Linked DNA regions of Muntiacus reevesi: region 1 is linked to region 2. Evidence: chromatin contacts called from public Hi-C data. All regions are on one chromosome and are shown on one strand. The core of a region is the stretch at or near the end of the contact, and the rest is flanking DNA. Distances in the headings are between cores, read along the strand shown. Region 1 holds the start of DESI2 (desumoylating isopeptidase 2). Region 2 holds the start of EFCAB2 (EF-hand calcium binding domain 2).

The links. A called contact is a pair of places that touch in the nucleus more often than the background predicts.
Region 1: a Hi-C map of muscle shows a contact between it and region 2, with 4 times the contacts expected there. The contact joins the promoter of DESI2 here to the promoter of EFCAB2 in region 2. A contact is called at or near these places in 2 of 3 Hi-C or Micro-C datasets (blood and muscle).

Annotation. Positions count from the first base shown.
Region 1 is chr5:79,199,272-79,202,505 of mMunRee1.1, forward strand. It overlaps DESI2 (desumoylating isopeptidase 2), which reads right to left and starts at 1,839. Exons shown (of 5, transcript XM_065935602.1): 1 at 1,567-1,839. The coding sequence starts at 1,608.
Region 2 is chr5:78,953,457-78,956,876 of mMunRee1.1, forward strand. It overlaps EFCAB2 (EF-hand calcium binding domain 2), which reads right to left and starts at 1,302. Exons shown (of 7, transcript XM_065935587.1): 1 at 1,061-1,302. The coding sequence starts at 1,159.

The sequences.
Region 1 (3,234 bases), core at 589-3,088, 250 kb after region 2:
ACAGATTTCTTTTAGGCAATGAAACTGGCCCTCTGGCCACTGCATAATCCTAATTTATAAAGGGGTTTAACAATCTAGAAGAAAAAGTATACTGTGCTCTCAAGAACAGAATATATCCTGAGGGATGGTGTGCAACAATCTGCATGAATAAATAAGAAACCAAACCAAATTCAGATCACTGACGGGGAAACCAGGCAGAAACAGTAAAAGGGCAATAAAATTCTTGAAAAACAAAGGCTTCCGCAGCTATCCACACCAAGTTTAAATCTAGGGAATAATTTCTTAACCAGTGACACAGGCCAAAGACTTTACAAAGTACCAAGCTCTTTTAAAATCTCTGGTTCTGATTATTCCTCTCTGGAACTTTTCCCTATCATACCCCATTTTTCTCAGAATGCTAACCTATCTCCTTTCAGCTCCAAGTTTAGGTGCAAACTCAATGGAGTACTCCCCTCAGATCCCAAGCAGTCTCTATGGCCTTCGCACATAATTCCCAGACTGAGGCATAGGAATTCCTTCCTACCCAAGAGGTTACAGTGTAAATTTAAAAACTTAAAAAACAATACACGGGAACACAAAGTTTAGATCTATGAGTGAGAACCACGACTCCCGACCTCCCGTATTTTGGCTCTTCACCTTTAAGCCAACAAAAACAATGCTGGGGACTTTTTCACTTGTCAATCCACTTACGAAATTTTAACCATCCCAAGTGGTGGTGACCTCTCATAAAACAAAAACTAATCGACCAAAAGCAAACAAACCCAAGCATACATCTAACTGCAACAGTAACTGCGTACCGGTTATTTCAATGGCGATTATAACGCAAACCAACGTTTGGACTCATTTCTGTATGCTCGCAGTACCCCAAAAGTTCGATGACACAACAAACTCGTCCTTCTCGTCCCTCTCCTGCGGCCACGTCAGATACCTGTTGCATCACCTGGAAAGAGGTCTCCAGAATCTAGGAAAGGAGTACCACCACGAACCCCTAAATAATTCAGATGGGCTATTTTCTGGATAAATTTTAATTTAGCCTCATTCATTTTAATGAGGTTGCCTTGGAGGCTAGGGTGTGTTGGCTCCTGTTCACCTTTAAAGAGACTCTAGCACTGGCATCGACAAGCGGTGACTTTCTGGACTTGGAGGGGCTTGGGAGTTTTTGAAGACGGGCTGCTTTGGCAGAGTGGGCAATTGGGGTGGGAGAAGCGGGGCTGCCCCGGGGTTCCGGTGATGGAGCGGGAAGTCCGTCCCGCGACCCAAGCTTCGCGGAAAGGACACTGCTCGTTGGCCAAAAGGTCGGGCCCAGCCCAGGGTCCGAGCCAAGTCGGGGCACGAGGGAGGTTCGAGGCGAACCGAGTCTTGGTCAAAGCCCCGGGGCAGACCGGGGAAAGCTAAGAAGCGCGGAGACGTTTGCAGGGATTAAAAAAATAATACTCCCCTCCCCCAACCCCGGTGAATCAAGTGGGAGGCGGCGACGCCAGGCTGGAAACGCGAGGGGCCGGGTCCGAACCCATCGGCGAGAGAATGCCGGCCGGGGCCGGGCTCGGGCGCCGGCGCCGTACTCACCATGTCGTACACGTTGAGCACCACTAACTGGTTAGCCCCCATCCTCCTCCCGGGGGCCGCCGCCTCGCGCTCCAGCCGCTCCGTTCCGCGGGGCCGAAACCGTTCTCACCCACGCGGACACCTCAGGGGGCCGGAGCCGGGCCCTAACCGCACAGCCCGGCCGGCGGGAGCCAGGGCGGAAGCATCGGGAAGCTGGTCGCTCCCGGGCGCCGCCGACAGGACCCTCTGCGCCTACGGGGCCGGACCGCAGGCGGCCGCTCCGGCTCAGGCGCCTCCCCCCGCGGCAGACACGTGGGGGAAGGCGGGGCCCGAACAAGGGGCGGGCGCCGGGCTCCCGGGGGCGGGGCCGGCCGGGGCTGGGCCCGCCTGCGCTCTAGCCTCCACTGCCGCACTCGCACCTAAGATGGCGCAGCCTTGGTGCTTTTCCGCCAGGGGGGGGAGCGCGTTCCGAGAAAGACTACAATTCCCAGCATGCAATGAGGAAGCGCAGAGGCGGAGTCCTAACTGCGGTCCTTCCTTGCGGTGCATTTCCAGCTGTCGACTACAGTTCCCAGCATGCTGCGGGGGCAGGGTCCTGCTGGCCAGGCCTAGCCCGGAGACTACAGCTCCCAGCATGCAGTGCTTGTGGTGTGCGCCCTAGCCTTGCTGTTCGTCCTTGTGGGCCGTGAGGTTGTCCATCTGCTTCTTTTATCCGTTACTGCTGTGATTGGTTTCTGTCGCGTTGAGCTCGATGAAGCCTCACGAATGTGGCAAAAGCCCACATTGATGACCCTGTTTTCCAAGTTCCATCTCACTATTATTTTTTATTTTGCAAGGGGAGAAAAATAGAGGAAGGTGGGTTACTGGCAGGAGAAGGGGTATAACATGCATCCAGTTAATTCTCAATGTGGAATTTTACATTTTATGAAACTATCCTGCTGAAATGGGAAGATAGCTCATAGATTAGCACAACCCTGGGACAGAGTGTGTGCTTTTGCATTCATTCAAAAATTATTTGTTGTGTGACGGCCCTTTGCCAGGCAGTGATGTAGGCACTGGGGAGTATGGAGTAAACGATAGGGAGGAGGAGCAAAATATGCTTTATAGAGAGTTAAAATAGGATGAAGTGATTGACAGTAATCTTAAATTGGCTGCAGTGGGAAGGTCTCCGTAAGCTGCTGAGGTTTAAGCTCAGAGTTCAGTTCAGTTGCTCAGTCCTGTCCAACTCTTTGGGACCCTATGGACTGCAGCATACCAGGCTTCCCTCCCTATCCATCACCAGCTCCTAGAGCTTACTCAACTCATGTCCATCCAATCGGTGGTGCCATCCAACCATTTCCTCCTCTGTCGTCCCCTTCTCCTCCTGCCTTCAACTGTTCCCAGCATTAGGTCTTTTCCAATGAGTCGGTTCTTCACATCAGGTGGCCAAAGTATTGGAGCTTCAGCTTCAGGATCAGTGCTTCCAGTGAATATTCAGGACTGATTTCCTTTAGGATTGACTGGATCTACTTGCAGTCCAAGGGACTCTCAAGAGTCTTCTCCAACACCACAGTTCAAAAGCATCAATTCTTTGGTGCTCAGCTTTCTTTATAGTTCAACTCTCACATCCATACATGACCATTGGAAAAACCATAACTTTGACTAGACTGACCTTTATTGGCAAAGTATGTCTCTGCTTTTCAATATGCT
Region 2 (3,420 bases), core at 52-2,551:
AAATGGAGATAGCAACATCCAAGCTCCTCATCTTAGAGTTTTCATAAGACTCAAATAGATGTAACTGAAAGCTTTGAATATTTTAGCGAACGTGTAAAGAATCCCCACTTTCATATAGGAAGAAGTACTTAGGGGGTCAAACCCCAACTTCTCTCTCAAGATTCAGCTTCCACTTGGAGAGTTTGCTTTTCCAGGTCTTCAACAGGAGGTTGACTCCACGTCTTACACAGATGACAGAATTTCATGTTAAGTTTGTGGCCCCTTCCTGATTTCCACCTTGGATTTTTAATTCTTATCAAGCATGAGTGGCTTTAAGGATATCTAGATTCTTTGGGCTCTAGACCCAGGAAAATGAGAGGGAGGTTGTTACTTCTCAGATCTAATTCCAGTTTTCTAATGGAAGATATATCTTTCATCCTTCTCTGGATGATTAATATCAAGAATGTCCAGCCCTTCGAGAAAGACACTGCTCCTAACCTACCCCAACCCGTAAGGGGAGTAGCCTTACTCTGTGATCTCAAAAGGAAACATCACAATACGATAGAATAAGGGTACAGTTTTCTTACAGTTAAAATAATAAAAACAACTCTAAATACTTTGTACATATTATCTCTTTTAATCCTTCTGAGGCTGATAGTATCTCTGTTTCACAGATAAAAGAAGTACATGTTCATGTTAATGGCCTGTTAAAGGTCTCGCAGCTGGTTGGTAAGAGAGCTGGCAAGGAGTCTAGTTCTGATTTCAGAGCCACTGTGCTTCTCTATAAATGTAAGATACCATTGTTATATTCTATTTAGTAACCTGAATATTTAGAGAAGAATGTTAAGGGCAAAAATCCTGGACAGAATTAGTCACCTTCCTCACCCTTTTTTTTTTTTTAAACTGCTTCAAAACATCAACCAAAGCAACTGGCAGAGACCCTTAGGGACTTGAAAGGAACCAGATAATGGCATGCATGGTGTCCTTGTCTGGACAAAAAATTAAAGTTAAGGCCTAGCTTTTGGGTGGCAGGAGAGGAGGTGAAACCCACTGTTCTACCACGCCTCAGTGGTCTGCTCACCTTCTTTTCTTTCCTTCCCATCTTCCAGCAGATTGAGGTTTCAGGCCTCTTGGTAATGAGGGAGAATTGTGTTAAATCCTTGGCTCTGGACAAGAGCATTTTCAGTGCCAGAGTTCCTTCAGGCTTTTCAAGGAGACCCAGGGCAGGAAGCTGGAACTGCAGGACTTGTGGGCAACTTGAAAGTAAATCTTACATGAAACCACAACTCTTAAAGCGTTTGGAAAAATAACGGTTCCTGGCGTTGCTTCTCTCAAAAGTGCATGTTTCTTTCTGTTTTCCTTAAGAACGCACATTGACACAACAAGTTACTGTTTAATTCATTGCTTAAGCATTTCCTGTTCTAAGCAGCACTTTTCAGGGACACTCATTGCTAAGCAACTTTTGATGAGTCTCTGGTTCTTTATTCATTGAAAATCAGACCTGAAAGGGGCCCGGTGGTAACTGACCCAGAGACTCAAAAAATGTTCATGATCTTTGATATAACCTCTTTCCTCTTAACTGTGAAAATAGAGGGAAAGTGTAGAATTATATAGGTGATTAACTTTGGAATAATGGTTTTTAGTTCCAGCTTCAAAAGTAGATCTTTGAACTTAACTTTCATTTTTTATCGTATTTAGTTTAGGAGACAGAACTGTATGGAAGAGTTAAGCCTTAGGAGGTAAATGGACCCAGGATTGAACCTCAGTCCACTGCTCATTAGCTATATGAGTTTAGAAATTATTTCTCCTCTGTAACCTTGGTTTCCACATCTCAGGTCTTTGTTGTTGTTCAGTCGCTAAGTTGTGTCCAGTTCTTTTCGACCCCACAGACTGCAGCACGCCAGGCTTCCCTGTCTTTCACCATCTCCCAGAGTTTGCTCAAACTCATGTTCATTGAGTTGATGATGCCTTCCAACCATCTCATCCTCTGTCATCCCCTTCTCCTCCTGCCTTCAATCTTTCCCAGTATTAGGGTCTTTTTCCAATGAGTCAACTCTTCGCATCAGATGGCCTAAATATTGGAGCTTCAACTTCAGCATCAGTCCTTCCAATGAATATTCATTCAGAGTTGATTTCCTTTAGGATTAACTGGTTTGATCTCCTTGCTGTCCAAGGAAATCTCAAGAGTCTTCTTCAACACCACAATTCATGGAGCTAAGGAGATGATTGACCAATTGGGACATGGAGGCCACCTCTGCTTCTCCCTTGACTTCTGGCCTGATTTAATTTCTTTAGACTATGGCCATGCGTCTCTCTTCTGAAACTCGGGCCAATAGTGATAGTAGTTGGAGCACTTCCTATGTTTTAGGAACTATGCCCAATATTTTACACTATCACAGTAACCCTATAAGAAGGATACTGATATAGTTCCCTTTTAAAGATGGGGAAAAAAAACAAAAACCAGAGTTAGGATCCCAAAATTGCTTCTCTGAGAGGAAAAGAGTGGCTTTTCTGCTGCTGAGCCCCAAAGCCTTTCCTGAGATGCTCCCTCAGAATCTTATTCTGAATTTTCTATTTCCTACCTGTATCAGTCCCCTGGGACTTGACTGCTCTCCTGTCCAGCCAATGCAGTGAATAGACACTGAGAAGGGGGCTGGCGCATCCCGATCTCCACCTTCCCTGCCACCCTGGATACGAACATGCAGGCTAAGAGTTTCACTACTGACATATGGAGAAAGAGATAGGATAATAAAGTTGGCAAATGGGGATGTTATCAATGTCCTGGAAACTTAGAAAAATTTTGCAGACCTGGTTCCTGATTCATAAAGCTCTTGATGCTCTCTGAAATTATTAGAGCGTGTGACTGGCACACGGGGCTCTTCCTTCACTATACCATTCCCTTACTGTCACTACTGTAGTTAATTTTCCTTCCTAGAGCTTATACAGATTAACGATAGTCCATGTCGTTTGGGGTATATAGCAAAGTGGTTTGGTTATACATATACATATATTCATTCTTTTTTCAGATTCTTTTCTCTTGTAGATAATCACAGAATATTGATTAGAGTTCCCTGTGCTATACAGTAGGTCCTTGTTATCTTTTTTTTTTCTGATTATCTATCTTATATGTAGTACTGTGTGTATATTAATCCCAAGCTCCTGATTTATCCCTCCCCACCATATTCCCCTCTGGTAACCATAAGTTTGTTTTCGATGTCTGTAAGTCTGTTTCTATTTTATAAATAAGTTCGTTTGAACCATTTTTAAAAAAAATAGATTCCACATATGAATATCATATGATATTTGTCTCTTTCTTCCCCCTTTGGTTGTGCTGGGTCTTCGTTGCTACACTAGAGCTTTCTCTAGCTGTGGAGAGTGGGGGCTACTCTCCAGTGGTGGTGCATGGGCTTCTCCTGCCGCAGGGGACAGGCTTTAGGCAAA